Linked DNA regions of Ovis aries: region 1 is linked to region 2. Evidence: chromatin contacts called from public Hi-C data. All regions are on one chromosome and are shown on one strand. Each heading gives the region's core, a stretch centred on a gene start, on an enhancer-like site or on the middle of the called end of the contact. The rest is flanking DNA. Distances are from core to core; before and after follow the strand shown. Region 1 overlaps USP13 (ubiquitin specific peptidase 13). Region 2 holds the start of TTC14 (tetratricopeptide repeat domain 14).

Region 1 (6,620 bases), core at 3,920-6,419, 940 kb after region 2:
AAGAAAGCAATGATATAGGACAACAGTGATTCCTCAATTGTGTTCTAGAGAATCCTAGTGTTCTAAGAGAAACGAACCACAAAATTAACGAACCACAAAACAAAGGGCTCCCATGGTCAAATAAGTTTTTTAAACCTACATTCTCTGTTCTCCCTAGAAATTCACAGTGTTCATTAAGGGAGTGAAAATTCTAAAGTCCTGTAATAAAGACTCCTGTAGTAGGTCTGGATTGACATGTACATACTACAGTATACACAATAGATAACCAACAAGGACCTACTGTATAGGAAAGGGAACTATACTCAATATTTTATAATAACCTAGAAAAATCTGAAAAAAATAGACATAGATATGTATAACTGAATCACTGTGCTATATACCTGAAACTAATATGACATTGTAAATCAGTGCTACTTCAAATAAAATTTTTAAAATATTTTAAAAGTTTAGTAATTAAAAAAGGATTCCTCTGGGCAGAAACTATGAAACTCTTTCAGAGAATACTTTTCAACACCTTGTGAAAGACTCTGTTCTCTAGAATGCGGTTAAGTAATGCAGCTTAATAAGTGTATGCATGCATGTAACAGCATATTAAACTGAAAATGTCTAATTCCATTTTGGGGAAAATAGAGTGAACCAGTCATAGGTAAAGAATAGCAGAAGGACAGATGCCAAATGTTAATACTGGCCATAGATGGGTGGTGAAACCAGAGATGACTCATCACTAATACGTAATTTCTACATATCTTTTCATTTATAGTAAGAATATAATCAAAGTTACTCCTTTTAAATGTCTGCTGACTGTGAGCTGAACTGCTGAAATTTGGATCCCTATCTCACATCATATGCAAAAATTAACTCCAGATGTATCACTGGCCTAAATGTAAAGGCTAAAACTACAAAACTCTTAAAAGAAAGCATATAAGAAAATCTTTGCAATTAACCCCAGATAATGTTGTTTTCTCCTGGTGAATACAGCAGGCTTAGATCAGGAGGAAAATGGAAAACTGCTGACTGTGAGCTGAACTGCTCACAGTCAGACTCCTCTGATACTGTTCCAGCCACCCTCCACCTCCCCTGGAGCAAGATCCTGGAGACTGGCTCTCTGCAGGGTTGGGACAGCCAGCAAACTCCTCACACTTCAGACAAGGTCAAGTGACATGAAAGCATGCCTGACGCCTAGCTCTGGCTCTGGTCCTAGCTCTTAGGTCTCTGAACTTTCCTGGGTATCACTTTTATCCTCTGTATAAAGGTCACCTGCTCTGCCCATCTTACTGTGACAATCAAATAAGAAGCTGGCCTTTGTATTATTATAATAGTACATTTATACACGGTTAAAAGAATTTATGGAGTAATAAACTCAACAATGACTCACGGTGACCATTCAAAAATACTGTTATCATTACAATCAGATTATTTGCAGAGGCAATGGTTTGCCCATGACCCTCGCTGCCCCTAACAGCCTCTTCAGCAACCAGCAAATCAAAATTGACCCAAAAAGGCAAGCATGGAGGTCTAAGTCACATGATCAATCACATAAAGTGTTTTTTGGCAAAGTGAAACACTTAAACTTCAAAATTAACAACAGTGTCTCCGGCAAGGCTTTGTAGACAAGAAGATTCAGAGTATTTTGTGTTAACATATTCCTTCTTCCTCCTAATTAATATCTAAATATTGACTATAAAATAGTTTGCTTTTTTTCATGTTCTTCAGAAAATCAAAAGTATCAACTCACCCAGGATTGAGGAACTAAATGACTACAAAATTAACAAGCAGTCCGATGACACTGACACCCTTAGGAGTATTAATTAATACTACCACTTCCTGTCACCCGCGTATCTTCATTATGCGCCCTGAAGAAGTGGACAAAGTGACAGGTCACTGTACTATCACTGCAGCAAGAGACCTACTCATATGGCCAGGGAAGGAAGAAATGGCATCAGTATCCCCCATTCACATATGAGGAAACTGACGCTCAGAGATGTTAATGATTCTAGGTCACACAGCCACAAATGGCAAAGCCAAGATTCTGACTCAGGGCTGGCTGGCTCTCACACTGAAGTTCTCTCTCCTGAAACACAGGACCATCTATTCACCACACTACTGGTTTAGATTTGCTGTAACCTCAACTTGCAGACCAAGATTTATTCCCACCCAGGAAAAGCTGCACACACACATGTATAGAACAACGCCCTTTACTGAACCCCCACAGCTAAATGCGTTAGACCAGTAACAATGGTAGGACACTGAGAAAAAACATAAAAGATACATACGGTCTATCAGTTGGGTCATCAGGCGATCTGGAAATCAAAGGAGAGGGCAAGAAGTGAGACCCAACCATGGCAAAGAGTTCTAGAGAAAGAAAAAGAGTTAACCCAGAGCACTCCCTCACCCCCACCCATTTAGACCCCACACTGTTGTCAGCTCCCTGGTCCTCCATGCAGACCAGCCAACCCGACATAAAGTCATTCCAGCAAGGAGGGAGAATACTCAGTTTCAGGCATTTAGAGCAGATAAAACATGATGCTCTGCTGATCATCTTAAGGAACTAAATAATTTCCTTCCCTGTACTTCTAAGAACTCCATTTAATTACAATCCAAGAACTCTGTTATAAACGTCAGAAAAAGCAGGAGCAATGCTAATAAACCATCTTGCAGTTCTCGGACACTCTGAGGACTGATGTTTTTAGAATTCCTTTAACGAACCACCTATACCACACAGCCTGGACCATCCCACCTACAGACCCCTTCCCTGCTCTCCACCCTCTGCAACTTAGCATTGGACTCAGCGTTAGAGAATAATGTAACACAGGTGCCAATCTTGACTCCTCTCTTGCTCCTCCCGGATTCAGTTTATACCCCAACAGGGTCACCAATAATGGTCACTGCTCAGCCGACAGCCATCCTGTGGGGCAGGCACCCTAAGCACTCTGGCACTATTAGCTAATGTACCTAATTAACTCATTAGGAAGGCGAACAGCAAACACGTGGGCTAACAAAGCCAGAATGAACGTGATTTCACCAGAATAACTGAACTAATAATGAAGCCAAGATCTCTCCATGCTGTTCTTGGACTCACAAAGGCAATGATTTTTCGCATGTACTTTTCTCTTAAAAAGTATTCTTCACGAGGACCACTTTAAGGTTCACAGAGAGTAAGAGAAGCTCAAACTGTTCTCTTTCTATGAAGCAGTAATGAAGCTGGAGAGGTGAGACGTGGGCAAGATTTTTAAAACCAACCCACACTGTTCAATTTCCCTTTCTGGTTCTCCAAAGATATTCCAAGAAGGACACAGCTCCCCTAGACGAAGAACCCACTGAAAACACACTCCTCTTCCCCATAGGCTTATCAGAGGACGGGAGGAGGGAGGCAAAGGCAGAGGCAAGGTAAGCCAAAAACTTCCTGGAGACCTGCTGCCCTCTGCTGCTTGTGATTTCCATGGACCCATTTGGTTCACTCATGCTGGGGCTGTGTCTCTTCCTGTGACTATTAATATTTTAAGCTCAAGGTTTGCAGCCAGGCTTCAATTCTGTATGTCTGTGGTGGGTTACAACACAGGAAAGCACCACGGGACAACATAGCGAGGGAGCAAAAGGGACTGTTCCAGCAGAGGAGCAGGAAGGCGTTGAGAAGGTCCTCCTGGCAGAAGACGGTACCTTTAGAGTCACCAGGAATCACTATGGGGGGGCTGATGTCTGGAAGTTCCTCCTCTCCTGGCTGCAACCCCCTGGCTCGGAGATGGTTGACATCAAGTAGGTCTGGCATATCAATAGAAACATCTGCAAAATGAGAGAGATTATACTCACTGGACTCTCCAAATAACCACAAGCACCTCCTCAATCTAGCACCACTAACTAGGTACACGTGTCTAGGCAGAGCCAAGGGATGTGTTATAGTTCCTGGGAGTAAGTCACAGGACCAGAAAACTGACTAAGACTGATTAGAGTTTAAGGTAGAACCGGGGGAAACACAGATGCAGGATTTCATACTGAACAACAAGAAATGAGGGAAGCCAGAGGTCGAAAACTGGGAGCCCATACAATATCTGTAGACACTTTCTGTTGGTTGTTTTTAAAATGTCGGCAACACATTCCAATTTTTAAATCAGAGATTTCAATTCAAAACTCCAGACTTCCAACTCATTTTGAAGAAAAAAAAAAAAAAAAAAGCTGTAGCAGAATCTCACGTGACAACAACTGCCTGGGGCTGATTCTCAGCTTTCACTCCAAGGTAATATGCCCTCCGTGTCTGTCTGCCACAGACCTCACCACTCCTCCTGCCCCCATGAACCTGAGCATCACATGTGCACTGTTCTGATTCTTATGATAGGGAAATGTTTTCCTAATCCATGTCTCCATCCAAAATGGGAATACTAAAGAAAGGATAAGACAGCTATAGCTATGTGTTTCTTATACCCAGCCTACTCCTGTCATTTATATTATCACTCTGTCCTCATTAGGCATTTGAGTTTGCAACCCATAGTTTATGCCTTTTCTCTGATCACCATGGGTACTGTGATTATTCTACCGAAGGTAATAAAAACTGAAGATTTAAAGAAATTAATTGAACTTCAAGTGTATTCATCTTGAGGCATACTTTTTTTTAACTTCTCAGCTCAGTTGTCATTATGTTGACTTATTCAAACACAAAATATATGTATGAGTCTAACAGCCTGTTGCAAATTTGTACTGCACACAGTCAGATACGGTAATAATGGAAAATGGATTCAAATGTTGGTGCAGGATATGTCTCTTGGGCTAGCAAACAGAATCTGAAAATACCATCCCCAAAACCAGCTACAATGTTAGGTGTGTAAGTCCTACTTTAAAACAACCACCGGAAGAAAAGGCTTAGTTTAAAAAAAAAAAATTTAATCTCAGCAAACAGCAAAATCAAACACAATGTCTGACCAACAAAATCAAAACAACTGGTCCTCAACAGAAATTTTCAGGTTCATTAAAGAAAGCTTTGAGGCTGCTTTAAATTCAGCAAGACTATGAAATCTGATCTGAATTTGGCATCCTTTACCAAAATTCCAAGGACAAAGAAAATAAAACTGTTTCCAAAGCAGTTCAAAGCCTTTCGAAGAAGTCAGTTTTCTCTCTGGGGTGCATATTGGGTCCAAGGAGGAAAGGCTGAGTGATGAGTAACCTGCCCTTGGCCCTCCTCCCTGCCCACAAAATTATTCCACCAGGAAGAGGAATGAGCTACAGGCTCAAGGGCTGCATAATGCCATGTGGAGATCAGGGCTATGCTAACAGCTAGTGCCAGAGGTTTCTGGGAAATCACTCCTGCAGATTTTACATTCTTTTTACTTATCCCCTTCAGATGAGCAGATGAGTTCTTCATTAACCAACCTAGGACTGACTTGTTTTTTAAGTGCTCAAAAACATAGACACTAAAAGACTGGCAAGCAGTCTGAGATCCAAGAATTAAAGATTTTAAAATTTAAAAAATAAAAAACTTAAAAAAAAATTAACCTAAAAAAAAAAAAAAAAAAACTGTATGGACTTCCACGGCCCTGAGGACAGCCTAGGAACACATTCATATCTGATTGAGATGGTAGAGAAAATGTTCTTACTCATTGTCTGGAAAGATAACCTCTAACAGTGGTCAAGGGCCTTTAAGATTAGAAAGAAGCCCAATCTGGCCACATCCCTTTTTCTTTTTAATACAACTGACTGTATTTATGTTATTATTAATAAAGTTCATATGATTTAAACAAATGTCATTAGCCATACCCGCCTACTTTAGAGGTCGAGGAGAGATGCTAAAGAGAGTATTGATACATCTTCAGTTACTAGCACCTCCAAGCATGACTTTTGGACCAGCAGCACTAGCAGCATCAGCATCACCTGGGCACATGTTAGAATATAGAGCCCTGGCCCCATCCCAGACCTGCTGAATCAGCACCTACATTTTACCAAGATCACGTTCCAGTTTGGGAGGCATGATTTGAAATTGTGAGGCTCCTGTTTTCACTCTTAGATTCTGGCCATTTTAGAACCCATTATTAGACAAGTGGGCAAGCAAGCGGCAATTTGTGTTTATTTATTTATTTTTACTACCACCAGTGTTTATCATATCTTTCAAAAGAGAAAGGTGGGAATCATGGAAAAAGAATGAAATGAGACCGTTTCTGGCAGCCTACCGCATGGGCTCTTTCACATGCCATGTTTTTTAAACAGCTAATTTAATGTTTTAAGCAAAAGCATGCAAAAGATACCTACCAAATTTTTTGGGAACCCAGTCAAGACCAAAAGTGAACTTCTTTATCTGCACTACCAAGTATTCAGGGAATGAGGCAAAGCGAGATGTTCTGAGAAACACAAGGGGATTAGATCAATGAAACAGGCAATAAGAATTATGGATACAGTTCATGAAGCATCATAAGCTGTGTCTGAGGCACACCCAGCAGTCCCAGGGCCTGCAGTGAAGAGGAGGGACACACACGCACACATGAGCGGACACACACACACAGGAGTGGACACACACACATACCACCTCACCACTCATCCTGGCCTTTCCACGAGAGGACAATGTTTAACACAGGACAAGGTTGTCCCCAAGGATGATTTTGGACACCCTGCAAAATTACTGCTTTTACTTTGCTGTGGCC
Region 2 (7,143 bases), core at 3,438-5,937:
GCCAGTATCTCAGGACAGTATAATATAGGTTACGTTACAGGGTTTGTTCTTAATGTTTTCCTCTTCATTTAATCTAAGTTCATGGATTTTATTAGACAAAGTAGAGCAATAAGTTGACTACAACAGTGAAATCTTATGTACAATGAACTACAGAGTTCTCAATTTATATTTTTGGCATTATAATTACTAGAATGATGAAATGAGTTAGAAATTTCTATTAAACAAAAGCTTTTGGTGTGTGTCCAGGATAAGATTTACCTATTAACTTTCTATGTATTATAATACATACTCAGAACAGTGAACTCAAGACACTAAAATATCTCCAATCATGAAGAAAGTAACTAATAAGGAAGAATAAAAGGACCAGAGAATGTAAAAAGAACTACATTTAAAAAACATTTTCAATCAAAACTGAAACTAAGAGTATCTGAACTAAGTCAAAGATGTGATTTCTTTAAGTTCAAGATTTTATAGTTGGCTATTAAATATTAGATCTCTACTATTAAGCAAATCTGACACTTACTGCCCTCCTCTTTCTACAAGTGTCTGGCAGAGGTATTTTCTTGCATTTCTGTGAGTTGGACAGTTTTCCAGTGCAAGTTCAAAATCTTCTATTGCTTTGTTTAGACTTCCTTTTGTTGCATATCTATAGATATGAGACAAAATTAGAGGAATTTATCTTGTGAGCTATTCATAAATCTTATATACATTTATCTTGTAAATATTCCTCAAAACCCATGATCCACTTACAATGCACCACGAGCTACCAAAGCTTCCACATTTTGTTTGTCTATTTCCAGAGCCTTATTGTATTCATTCATAGCATCCACATGGCGTCCAACCTTAAAATAATCCACTCCAATCTTCACACTAAAAATATATTTTAAAGCATATATAACAAATATTTCACAGAATATCCAAACAAAATGTTAGTGTAAATAAAATTTTAAAGCAAACCAAATTTACTAGTTATTAGTCTTCAATATTCTCAGTATAACTAAGAAACAGTCTTTAGATAATTTTGTAACAAATATTTATGAAATCCAGATATCAATATACTAATTCCTTTTTAACAAAATTAAAAAAACATTGGCTAAAATGTAAATCTTTAAAGTTTACAACATACTAGCATTTCTATCTATAAAAAAGCTAATCTCAAAAAGGTATCATTTAAATTCATTTATAAACAAATTTTGTCTTAAAGATTACATAAGCATGCTTGCCTTAACTTAACCTGTTAGGTTAAATAATGCAATTGTTGAATGACAAAATCTTCATACCATTTTAAAGCCCATGATGCAGACTGCTTCTTCCTTAACGCAGAAGCAAAATCATCCTCAGAGAAATTTTTGCTATTAAAGAAAATAAAAGTCAAAATGTAAATACTTTTTTGGGTAACTACATCTCACTTTACCTGACAGATAAAAACTGAATCTCAAGCAAGAAACTTGTATTCCCATTTATAATGCGAAATTTTTGGACTCTCAGGAATGACTATTATTATTAAGAAGTATTTTCCGTTAGCATATACATGAAATTCTTGTAAATTTTCTGCATCTTATAAATTTTTTCTGCATCTACCTGGTCACACGGCACATATCAATCACCGATAAGACTCCACTCCAGAAGGAGAAAGGATAACCTAGTTCATTCAAACTTTGGCATACTGCTGCCACCAGGCTTAGGATAATCAATTATGTTCTTCAGTTATGCAGCTTCTCACATCAGCACCACAGACCTCACCACTTAACAGAACAAATACTGATTTACTATACCTTTGAAGGCCTCTCATTAAAGATGGTGGATTAGATTCATCTATTCCTAGTTTTCCTAAAAGGAATTCAACTACTCCTGGATTAACAAATCCCAAAGAACTCTGCATGATATTCTCATAGGATTCCAAAGAATTGCTATTTAGTTCAACGCTTTTCCTTAAAAAAAAAAAAAAAAAAAAAACACACACAAAATATAGATGATTAAGACAATTAAATAGCATGTCCCATTTTAATTATGGAAATATTATTATTATATGGGATTTAAATATTCAGTCTATTTTTGTACATGAAAGTGTGGCAATTGTGATTTGGTTCCTTTTGCCAAGTTTGAACCGATTTATGGGTTATAAAAATAAAATTAGCATATTTTGAAATAAGAGAAATTAGAATTCTACCTTCTTGTTAGAAGTTGGGCAAAATTTGCAATTTTTTAGCCAAGAAACTGTTTTTCAATTAACTTGTTGAGACAATGTGGATAAAATTACCTGTAGTACAAAGGAAGTTCTTCAGAACTAATTACACCTAACTTAATACCAGATAGGTGTGGTGGAAGAGATGAGCTATATAGAGACACTGCAAGCTTTTCATGGTATCTGTCAATATCCTTGATTCCAGCTTAAAAAATAAGAAAATTAAGTTGATTAGCAAAGCAATGCAAACTAACATAAACATAACCACAGTTACTTTTTTCACTAATATGAGGAAACTGATCACCTCGAATGATGTCACCAGTTTGGTAATATGATAAAGGATCCCCATGGTTACTGATTGAAGGCACGTCTCTTAGTGGACATAGAGCCTGCAACAAGAAGCACTGTAAAACACTAGACATTCTATTCTTCAGAGAGAAGTGTCTTCTTTTATTCTAGCAGTTCAGTATAAACAGCTAAGACTTGAAAGGAACATTAAGAAAACAACTAGCACCCTAGAGTCTAAATTTAAATTTCTGTGCCCAAACATAAGGAAAAAAAGTTTTCTGGTTCAGGTCAAAGCTAAACTCTCATGAAACTTGCAATTAGTTTTAGAAACAGAATATAAGTATGTATGATGAAACAAAAAGATATTTTGTGCTTCTTAAATATAAAATTAAAATGTGTCCAGAAAGCAGGAGACTTCCAAGAATATGAAACGTGAATTCTTCTAGGTTTCGGTGTTATCGAGTTTGCGGTATCTTCTGGTTTTCTTCCCTATCTGTCTTAATAGCAAACCTTTCAAATTAAAAGCGACATAGTGTATTTCAAATTTATATCTATTCACCTTGGGCAAAGTATCATGATGTACAAATCACTTAATTATTGGAAATATACAGAAAAGACAGGAACTTGTTTCTAAATTATCCACATGCAAGTATCTAATGCTGAGTACTAAATAATTAAAGACTTTTCAGCTAGAAGAGATAACCCAGGCTACTAACGAATCTCACCAGGTCCACTAATATCTGAGCACTTAAAACAGGACCCCACTTCTGCCAGCCAAAGGACCAAATCCCCCAAACTAGAAACAGTGGCAGAAACTGTAATTCCATTACGGCTAATAATTTTTTTAAAAGTAAAAAAGTACTTAATTTTTCTATTAATACTTATTTAATTCTCAAAACTAGGTCTGCAGAGTACACTTAATTACAGCTGGATGAAAAGATATAATTTTTGCACTGAGATGACATTTTTATCAAAAACAAAAACAATCAAATAACTAAAAGGTGAGTAACTTACTGTGATTTCTAAGTGGGATATATCTCTCATAATGCCACTGCCTAAACAAATTAACACCATGAAAAACCCAAATTCCCGAATGGAACTAATTCTTCCAATCACTATATCACCACGTTCAATATCTCGAAAAAACAGCTCTCTCCGGTCCATAGTAGGTATCTCCATGAATTGCTCTAACGGTGGCATGACTGCATAATAATCTGAAAAAATAAGTAACAAAATTACTAACAACAGCTCTGTGTTCTGCTTCATCAAAGTGCTGTTAAACCAAAACGCAACGATTTTAAGACTAAACACACCATCATTGTCTTCACTAACTTCAGCAGTTGTAGGTGCATCTGATTTCCAGGAAAGTGCAAAAAGCAGATCCGCTTTTTTGGAAATGAATTTTTGTATTTCAATGTTGTCAACTCTCCTCTCTTTTCTTAAAAAGAAAACAAAATTTATGAAAACTGGTTTTTCTGCATAACTTTTTAGTACGTACAAGCTTCTGCTCTCTGCTTTCATCGCCCAATCGTGACCATCCTAAGCTGTTGGGCACACATCCTCCGAAAAAGTTTTAACCAGGGATCCCCTCATACGCCAGTCTGTAGATGGAGGGCGCGGAAACTTAAAAACACAGCCGCGCTGTTCCAGATATACACAAGCCCCAAAGATTTTAGCTAAAGAATCCGCGCCTCTGGTGGCAGTACTAGATTTAAAAGTTCAACCCACATCCCGCATTGCCCACATTAGGGAGAAGGTACCCTCCTGCACCCTGCCCTCGAAACCTGCGCCGCAGTCCTCACGTGCTCACAGCCTCGGCTCAGGAGCCGGACTGCGGTAATGAAGCCCGGAGCTGCCTCCCCTCTCCCGTCTCGCAGCGGCGCCGCCGTGCCATTACCTGCCCGGGAACTGCTGCTGGCCCGGCGGGCCCCGGGCAGGGTCGGCCACCGACCCCAGGAGGCTCCGGAAGTGCGGGTTGTCCTGCTGTTCGCTCCGGAGCAGGGAGAGCAAAGACGGGCCGTGGAAATTTAGTGACTGCCGCAAGAGGTCTCGGTCCATGGCTAGAGACTGTCGTGACCAAAGGCCAGTGGGCTGCTAGCCCCCGGTTCGGTGCCCACAACTTCAGGCCGTGGTCGAGGAGGCTGAGGAAGCGGCCTGGAAGCCGCCGGAAGCACACATCGCAGACACCTCCCGAGTGGCCTCCCGGAAGTGTTCTGGAACCGCCCCCAGCGGCAGTGCTGCGGAGCGCAGTTTTGGTATCGCGAAATTGAGCGAGATTACGGAAGCCGGGAGGATTGGGGCAAGACTTTTCAGGAGTTTAGGGCCGGTTGTGGCTCTGAGATAGTGAGGTGTGTAACAAGTTTCCGTTTTAAAATTTCTGAGGTGTTATTACATTGAAATGGCCCAAGTTCTAATCTGTGGTAAATAATAATTCATCCTTGTGTTTAGCGAGGCGCTTCTAAGTGCCAGTGTCAGGAAAAGAACCCTGAACTGTTACAAAGTTTCTTACCTTATCGCTGGATAAGTATCTATGCCTCAGGCATAACCGCATTTAAACGATTGCTCTGGGAGACTTCCTGTTAGGCTTTAGGGCAGAAGAAAGGAAGAACATTAACATTTATTAAACACTGGAGCTGTGTTTTCTAGCCGTACCCTGTTCACTGTTAGTGATTTTAGTGTTAAAACCAGAATGACTTTAATGCCTAGACATATGCATATTTTGTTTTGTTCTTTAGTCGCTAAGTCGTGTCGGACTTTTTTTTGCCAACCAAGGGACTGGTAGCCCTCCGGGCTTCTCTGGACATGGAATTTTCCAGGCAAGAATATTGGAGTGGGTTGCGATTTCCTTCTTCAGGGATCTTCCCCACACAGGGATCGAACCCCCTCTCCTGTGTTGGCAGGCGGATTTTTTACCCACTAGCTACCTAGAAAGCCCCAAATGTATATATACATTCCTTTTTATTTGTTGTAGTTTAAGTGTTTTCTCAAAACTTAGTGCCCATAAGGTTTACTGTGTAATTCAAGTGATTTTTCGAAGATAATTATGACAGGCTCTCACCTCCTCCCCCACACTTACTGACTTTGGATCCTAACCGCTCTACTGAGGAAACAAGCCCAGAGACTCTCAGTATATTGCTCAATATCACCAGCTGGCAAAATGCTAGAGTTAGAATTTCAACCTACCACTGAATAGATCTTCACCGGCAGAGTTGCTGGAGAAAGTATTTTTTATCATTTAGAAGGCTTGTCTTTAATATTAAAATAATGTGACTTTGTCTTATTAAAATATATCAAACGTCTGTACTACTTAAATCGTGTAGTTTAGTATCGTCCTCTTGAACAAAAATAAATAGCGGTGGTTATTCTGTCACATCTTCAGTTATGTATATTGGGGAATTTAGTTTGCCCTCTCACCACCTGGATAGAAGATCCAGTCAGAATATAGTGAATGCCTCCACACTATTTTGGGGAAAACCCAGGCAAATAGGTAAACAGTTTATTGAGACTCCAGAAAATGAAACAATGAGTGTAACTTTAAAAGATAATAACTTTCAAGTCAGGAGGAGCACATCAGGAAAGTTTAATCAGTGGTACAGACTGACTTGTGTTAAGCTATAGCTTCAGACAATAGCTATTTTTAGGAAAGAGGGTGCTGAAAAGGAAAACTGACTTCTAAAAAGAAACTATATGGACCTTATGATAAATAAGGTATGTGATTTTAGTTAGAGTTGATCTGTTATTAAGGATCTAATTATCTCTGGAGAGACTGAGAAGCTAGTGGCTGAGAAGCAGATGTGGCACCTACTCTGAGAATGTCCCCTTATAAAGCCATTCTTGAGTAACATTGCTATTGGATCTGGCTACTCTTCTTGGGCTTCCCTGGTGGCTCAGTGGTAAAATAATCTGCCTGCCAGTGCAGGACACGTGGGTTGGATCCCTGGTTGGGGAAGATCTCCTGGAGAAGGATGAAATAACCCACTCCAGTATTGTTGCCTGGGAAATTCCATGGACAGAGGAGCCAGGGGTGCTACAGTCCATCAGTTTGCAGAAGAGTTGGATACGACTTAGCAACTAAACAGCAACACTCCTTTTCCTAATTCCAACATCAGAGTTACTACCCCATATTTTGAACATCTAAAGCTGCTGTGATATGGCCATGAAAATAGGAAAAAGTAGCTGCTTTTAGAGGATAAGCATTGTTGTCAAGTGACATTTATCAAATGCTAGTAAATTTCAAGCAGGGGTAATCAAAGCTCAGGCTGGGGTTTTCCATCTTTGGTTAGTGCCTTGAATGGAGTAGTGATAGTTAAGTGTAGAGGCAACATTGTTCTTCACTTTCCAAATAACACTCCTACAGCAGGGGTTTGAGCCTTTTACAGTTCCAAGTGTATTTCAATTCATTTTCTGCTGGGATGGATGCTTTTGGCTTTGAAGGGGACCAAGTACTGGATCTTTGAAGCAGGACTGGAGGAAGTGAGGAAAGAAAATGGGGAAACTAGTTTTGCTTCTAGGAGAAACTAGTCATTTTCTGCTGGGATGGCTGCTTTTGGCTTTGAAGGGGACCAAGTACTGGATCTTTGAAGTAGGACTGGAGGAACTGAGAGAAAATGGGGAAACTAGTTTTGCTTCTAGGAGAAACTAGTCCTACATATGGGGCTTTTTGAGTTGGG

Evidence for each region. Hi-C and Micro-C count contacts between places; a contact is called where the count stands out from the background.
Region 1: a contact with region 2 is called in a Hi-C map of skin fibroblasts, with 2.4 times the contacts expected there. The contact joins the enhancer-like site here to the promoter of TTC14 in region 2. A contact is called at or near these places in 2 of 16 Hi-C or Micro-C datasets (skin fibroblasts and tail adipose tissue).

The regions. Positions count from the first base shown.
Region 1 is chr1:208,152,407-208,159,026 of ARS-UI_Ramb_v3.0, forward strand. It overlaps USP13 (ubiquitin specific peptidase 13), which reads right to left. Exons shown (of 21, transcript XM_027958132.2): 14 at 6,232-6,320; 15 at 3,658-3,780; 16 at 2,274-2,300. Among named protein-coding and RNA genes, the nearest start is that of USP13, 98 kb to the right of the region's middle. Within about 2 kb of position 5,170, at least 4 of the 54 cell types and tissues checked have an H3K27ac peak or open chromatin away from gene starts, as enhancers often do.
Region 2 is chr1:207,211,627-207,218,769 of ARS-UI_Ramb_v3.0, forward strand. TTC14 (tetratricopeptide repeat domain 14) reads right to left here and starts at 4,688. Exons shown (of 12, transcript XM_004003115.4): 1 at 4,371-4,688; 2 at 3,787-3,911; 3 at 3,488-3,687; 4 at 2,490-2,574; 5 at 2,261-2,390; 6 at 1,776-1,931; 7 at 1,281-1,352; 8 at 751-870; 9 at 524-646. The coding sequence starts at 4,531.